Regions from separate parts of the Gossypium hirsutum genome. Here region 2 is linked to region 1. The links are chromatin contacts, called in public Hi-C maps. All regions are on one chromosome and are shown on one strand. Each heading gives the region's core, a stretch centred on a gene start, on an enhancer-like site or on the middle of the called end of the contact. The rest is flanking DNA. Distances are from core to core; before and after follow the strand shown. Region 1 holds the start of LOC107922232 (serine/threonine-protein kinase CTR1). Region 2 overlaps LOC107922560 (sulfite exporter TauE/SafE family protein 4).

Region 1 (3,564 bases), core at 450-2,949:
ATACATGTATTTATAAAGTCTAAAAAATATATGCATATACATTAAAAAAATATGCGTGTATATATACAGAAACTTGGAATAAAAATGTGATAATAATAATTATAATAATAGTTTAAAAAATAATAATAATATTATTAGTGTAAAAACAGAAGGACTAATTTGTAATCAAAACAGAAATTTAAAGGCGAATTCGAAATAAACATAAATGCGTGACCCCAATTGAACACACACACAACAGATGGGGACCAAAAGGGAAATTAATCCATACACCCCAAAACGCTACGCAGCATTGGACCAAAATAAAACAAATTCAATGTTCCAGGGAAAAATTTGAAAACAGAAAAATCAGTGGTTTTGAAATGATGAAAACGTGAGAGGATTAAAAGCATAAATAACCCATTAGTGCCTAAAACACGCGGATCTGATCGGGTTTTGGGTCGGGTCACACGGTTTTCGGGTTACTTATACGACGCTGTTTTATATGCTGCATAAAAGCCATCTAAAACTTAAAAAAAAACCCTAAGCTATTCTCTTCTTGCGTGCGCCGCTTCTCCCAAAACCCCTTCTACTCCTTCATTCTGCTCTCTGCACAGAACCAGGAAGAACTTCGCAAGCACGCCCTCCAGGTATGGTTCTTCCTGTTCTTTTCTATTTGTTTAGTGTGGAAGAAAGAAAGAAGAGAAGACAAAAAACAAGAAAAGTGGTAAGATGCAACGAAAAAACAAAACAAAGAAAAGTTAATCACCTTCCCCAAAAATCCCCCTTCGATCCTTTGCTTTTTATTTCTTTTCAATCGTTTTCTAGATATAAAAAAATGTCACCTTTTTACAAAAAAACAATTGGCTTTATATAGCCGAAAAAATAGAAAAAAGCCATTCTCTAAAAACTGTCCTCCCTTTTTACATTTTCATTGTATTTTTCTACTATTGTTCGTGGCCGAGGTTTGTTGTCTGCTGCAGGAAGAACGTGCTGGAGCGCGGGACAACGTGTGTGACGTGCAAGGGCGACGTGCGGGAGCAGCTGCGGCGATCTGCTGCTTAGGGTTTCTGTGACTTCAGGCCAATTGGGCCTTGTAATTGGGTTGGGATTGGCCCAAGTTTTATTGGGTTTGATTGTATTTAATTTGGGCTGTGTAAATGATTTTGGGCCCCGGGCAATAATTTTGTATTACAATTAAAAATGAATTTTTATTTTTTATTTGTATTTTCAAAAACTAAATTAAGATTAAGTTTTGTCAAAGAATTACGTAGGTTTTTATAGGAAACTATTTGAGTTTTTGTAGAAAAAAACTTGAGTTTTAAAATAAAACTTGCATTTCTTATTTATAGTTAAGTAACGCAATTTTTAGTAATTTTTTTAAAATAATAAAAGAAATTAAAAAAATATCTAGTTGATTTGGATATTGTTATCCAGAGGACATGTATTTGAATGTGTTGAAATTTATTATTGAGTTAAGAAGAGAATATAAACAATTATAAGTATTGTGTCAACAAAATAGATATAATCAAAATTTATATTGAGATTATCAAATAATTATTATTTTTTTTAAAAAATAAAGAATGATTAAAATGAATTTCAGTTAATTAAATTAACAACAAGCGATTAAAGCAAGAAAACAATTTAATAATATTATTTAAAATTTTTACTAAATTTTAGTGATTAATTATATAGTTTATTCGAGAATAAAAAACAAACGATTAGGCCACCGAATAAAAATGGTATCTTTTCCCTTTTTTTTTCTTTCTCTCTCCGATAATCGAATTCTAGAAAGAGGGAAAACAAGAAATTAGTAAAAAGAGTTCAGGAAAAAAAACTAGAAAGGCTTGAAATATTCAACAATGGCGGTTCCTAGGGTTTCTAGGGTTTTGTGATCAATTCCTTTAGAGTATCAATGGAAATGCCCGGACGAAGATCTAATTACTCTCTCCTTAGCCAGTATCCCGACGACCAGTACACCGTGTCCATATCAGGAGCTCCGCCTCCCTATTGCGATTCACTTTCAAGCGAAGCCACCAGTAATAAGAACAAAGTGAAATCAGAGAGAGGTTTAACTGATTGGGATCAGAGTCTCAGTCAGAACCAAAACCAGAACCAGCTACAAGTAAATCGAATCTGTGGCGGCGGCGGGGGAGGGAATACTTTTGCTTCGTCGATCAGTCTTCAACGGCAATCGAGTGGAAGTAGCTTTGGTGAGAGCTCTTTATCGGGAGATTATTATGTGCCGACCTTTTCTACGACGGCCGCCAACGAGATTGATGGGTTCGTTTATGGTCACGACGGGAGCTGTGAGCATGTGGATTTAAGAACGAAAATTGGGGGTTCGTCCTCTGGAAAAAGCTGGGCGCAGCAAACGGAGGAGAGTTATCAATTGCAGTTGGCGTTGGCTTTGAGGCTTTCTTCGGAAGCTACCTGTGCTGATGACCCGAATTTTCTGGGTCCGGATTCGGATGATTCTGCTATTCGGGGAACTAGCTCTAGCTCCGCCTCAGCTGAGATAGTTTCCCACCGGTTCTGGGTATATTTCTAGTGATTTCTTTGTTCATTTCACTATTAGCTTGTTTAAATTAACTTAAATGAACAGTAAGGCTAGGAGATTGAAGGAATATGCATAGGCAAATATAACGGTCGTGATAGTGAATGGATTTACTTTTTAGATGATTCCAAATATCTGTTACGAGATGAACTGGATTGTGTGAGTGAACTCTTACATTTTGTTGTGAACTCTGAATGATTCAAAGGATAGGATGTGACAAGTTGGTTGGTCAAGAGTAGTTTTTTATTGGTTCGGGTTTAGAAAAATCTTGTCGATTTATGGCAATATTATTTTTACATTTGGATCTAGTATGCATGAGTTGGCAATCAGAATCTATATGGATAAAATTTATAGTGGGATCTCAAAAAGCAAGCAATTTCTACTGGGCCTTTATCCTTTTTTGGTTCAATAGGGTTTTTATTAGTTCAAACTTCTAGTTATCTTGGTAGGAAGTTGTATGACAAATGCTCCTCTAGGGCCTTTAAATTCTGTAGGTGGCGTAGCTACCAGATCAATGCAGTTACTTAAAGTAGTAAATTACTAAAAAAATTAATACATAAGATAAATACAATAATAGATAAAACGAGATGCGACTTGCCCCTAGATATTTTATACTTTCTCCCACAAAAACATTTGTAATGCTTACTCCATTTGTAATTCCATCGATTACTCGCCTATCAAAAAATGAGTTAGTTCTGCTAATCTGAACATTTGGAGTGGGGATGATTATTGTTATTATTATTATTGTTAATTTTGTGAATGGTTAGTTCTTTTATTCTGATATTGGCAAGCTTATGTATTTTAAATGTGGGTACAATGGGAGTATATAGCTGCAAAGCACCTGAATTACATGTGTGGAAACTAGGATTTACTGTTTCAGGATTTGGGTGATAAAAAATTCGAACTTTAAATATCCTGCTGTTTCAATGTTTTTGTGCATCAGGTGAATGGCTGCTTATCATACTTTGAGAAAGTTCCTGATGGGTTTTATTTAATTCATGGAGTTAACCCATATGTCTGGACCATGTGCA
Region 2 (3,327 bases), core at 797-3,296, 230 kb before region 1:
TCAAATTTTTTCATTTGAGTTTGATAGTTGTTATGGATCGTTTGGGTTTATTGGTTTGTCCATTTTACATTTTGTCATTCGAGATTAACATCAGGTTGAATTCTTTCTAGTCATCTTGACTTAAAATTATTTCGTGTTTGAATATTTTGGATTTCAATCATTTTAGATTCTATTCATTTTAAATAATTTTTTGTTTGAGTAGTTTTGGAGATGGATAAATTTTAATTGTTTATTTTTAATGTCAAATCAAAATTTGTCAAATTTGAATTCCAGTTTGAATGAAGATGGTTTTTCTGAAACTAAAGCCTGTTGTACTTTGTAATCTAAACAGGTGGCTAGTGCAACAGCAACATTCGTAATGATGTTCTCTTCATCCTTATCCGTTGTTGAATTCTATTTGCTTAAGAGGTTCCCAATGCCCTATGGTAAGTCATATGGTTATTATCGCTTTACATTTCTTCGAATTTTATTATAAACGTGATAAAAAAATCCAACTTTTTTTAAAATAAACTATTTTTCAGCTTTGTACTTGATGGGAGTATCTATTTTGGCTGGTTTCTGGGGACAGTATTTCGTGAGAAAACTAATAACAATCCTTAGGAGAGCTTCACTTATAGTGTTCATCCTATCTGGTGTCATCTTTGCAAGTGCTCTCACCATGGGTATAAATTCATTAAAGCTCGATTCTGCATTCTTAAATTTTAGCATTACAGAAGGACTAAGTTAATAATTATACTTTTTTTTCCTTTTAGTTGTTGGAAATTGATAATTGTTTTTATTCATGTGTATTAAACAGGAGTCATAGGCATTGAGAGAAGCATTCGAATGATTCACAACCATGAGTTCATGGGGTTTTTAGATTTTTGCAGCAGTCAATGATCGTTGACTAAGTAAGGATGTTGTTGGTCATCACCTTGTTGACCAATCCCAACATATTCAATGTCTCGTAAGAATAAAGAATTCCATCAAATGTGTGGTTGTGGAATGTGACTGTTAGCTTCTGGCTAACACCCCATTCTTCATTTATCTTCTGTTTAATTGCATATTTATTATTCAAGTTTCCTGGTTTTGGAAATCAAATAAACATATTCAAAACCTCATAATTACAATATATAGACTTGTAGCTTGAATTCAATGGACTCCATTCAATATTGTAGTTTGGTTAGGGATACTTGAATCCGCTTTATTTCTAACTTTATTTAATACTTTTAACTCCTATTTCATTGATTTCTAGGTAATGTTGTATATTATATTAACTCTTACAAAATTAAACTACTATGTTGAGCTATAAAATCTTTAAGCTAAGAATAAATTATAGAAATGTTCACTAAATTATGGTTAATATTATGTTTCGATTATTCAACTTTTAAAAATTATGTAATAATCATCAACATTATAGATTGTTGGATTTTAGTCACTCATTAACTTTTGTTACCTTTTTAACAAATTGAGACTAATCCGCCCATATATACTTGAATCACTTTGTTTTTTGGTTGAGGAACTGCACAAGCCAACTACACATAAAGCATTGCCACAAGTTCCTCAATGTTTTTGTACCTCAAAAGCTCTTGATTGAACACTTCGGCTCTTCCTTAATAATGATTATGGGACTCATTTTAGAAGACCAACAAATTATTCTTCTTCACTGACTTGAAGCTATGTCAACTAAGGGTTCTACAACAGAGCTCACCTCGTAAGAACTGTTTGAAACTAACGTGGCCCATATGATAAAATTAAATTAATCAAGATAGTTTATGAGTGGTAACCAAGAAGCAGGACGAAGAGAAAAAAACATGCGTCTCTCGTTGACCATCTTCATACGCACTTGTCCAACCTCTATTACCTTTAATGGTTCACGGGCAATTTATAGCCTAAAGACCTATGTTAGAAGACTAATTAAACTGCTACCATCACAAACATTTTGTCATAATCAATAACTTAAAGACTAATTCAGCGACTGATTTCATGGCAAAGAAGGCTAGAGATACTGACCTTGCCTGACGATTTGTGAGCAACCGCCAGATGATGTTTGTGCTATACTACTCCAAGATATGTCTGATAGTCTACTATCTATTTATGAGTGTTAATCTCTTTAGGCCCCACGAGATCCTCCACCCATGGCTCATTAATTAAAAGCATACAAAGGACTTTACAAGATGTAAAGGATAAAAGTAGCCATTCATGGAATCCATTTTTTAAAGCAATGTGTGTGTAAATGTCACACCCAGATTCGTTAAGTCTAGGGTTGTAAGGGGGATTCATGGATTTAATTGAAAAGTTTTTAAATCTAGCGAGTTCTTTTTGTAAATAAACGCTTTTAGCAGACTCATTATTCTCCAAGAATAATTCTTTTATTTTTTTGTACTTCTTTTCTCTGGTTTTCCATGAAAGAGAGAAATATAAAGGAACATTTGTGCATGAAGGGGAAAGATTGAGGTTTAAGTATTAGAAATTGGAAATCTTGCACGCTGGAGGCTCGTATAGTAAGGGAGGAGCGTAGTAAGATGGATTTGGCGACAACTTCCAAGTGAGTTCTCGGGCTTAGATCTTAAATGGGTGTATCCTGTTTCATTAATATACTAAAAATGTTTAAATTAGTGTTTTACTTATGGGGAATCAACTTGTGGCGAATTGTTGATGTATTGTGTGTGCATGTGGTATTGAATGCAATTATAGTTTGGTTGAGTCTGATCATGATTGAATAGATAGAGAAGTTTGGCCTAATGTATGTTGTTTAATAAGATTAAATTACAAGGCTATGAGTAAATATGGTTATGATGCGTAAATGGTATGATTAGCGTACTATTTGTCACATGATAGACAATATATGTTGGTTGAATGTTTGCATATCTATGCATGATATGTATGTGGCTTTGAGGGAGGTTCAGTTGGATTGAGCCAGGAAAGGAGATTAAATGATACGAAGACTCAATGCGTACCCGTGTATGAGAACCCTTCATGGGACGATTGAGAGCCCCTTGTGTTGGACGTATGAAAGCCCTTTATGGGATGAATGGAAGTCCATGGCCATGGCATTACTATAAATATGGAAGCCCGTTAGGACAATCGTAAATCTGGAAGTCTATTAGGACAATCTTAAATGTGAAAATCCATTAGGACGATCTTAAATGTGGTAGTCCGTCAGGACGATCTTAAATGTGGAAGCCTATCAAGATGATCTTAATGTGGAAAGTTCACCAAGGCTATCTTAATGTGGAAAACCCATCAAGACTATCTCTTGTGGAAGTCCATAAAGACTATCTAACATGGGAAAAGTTTGCCAAGACTATCGTTGTGAGGGCATTTCATCGGAACTATCTTTTAAAT

The links. Hi-C and Micro-C count contacts between places; a contact is called where the count stands out from the background.
Region 2: a contact with region 1 is called in a Hi-C map of leaf, with 2.6 times the contacts expected there. The contact joins the enhancer-like site here to the promoter of LOC107922232 in region 1. A contact is called at or near these places in 4 of 34 Hi-C or Micro-C datasets (callus and leaf).

Annotation. Positions count from the first base shown.
Region 1 is chrD01:33,808,321-33,811,884 of Gossypium_hirsutum_v2.1, reverse strand. It overlaps LOC107922232 (serine/threonine-protein kinase CTR1), which reads left to right and starts at 1,699. Exons shown (of 16, transcript XM_016852149.2): 1 at 1,699-2,515; 2 at 3,477-3,564. The coding sequence starts at 1,892. LOC107921237 (a long non-coding RNA gene) reads left to right here and starts at 173. Exons shown (of 2, transcript XR_001690990.2): 1 at 173-626; 2 at 960-1,197.
Region 2 is chrD01:34,034,135-34,037,461 of Gossypium_hirsutum_v2.1, reverse strand. LOC107922560 (sulfite exporter TauE/SafE family protein 4) reads left to right here. Exons shown (of 11, transcript XM_016852650.2): 10 at 332-425; 11 at 797-1,135. The coding sequence ends at 879. Among protein-coding and RNA genes, the nearest start is that of LOC107922560, 3.9 kb to the left of the region's middle. Within about 2 kb of position 2,046, at least 2 of the 9 cell types and tissues checked have an H3K27ac peak or open chromatin away from gene starts, as enhancers often do. A contact at or near this core is called in leaf, where this site is marked.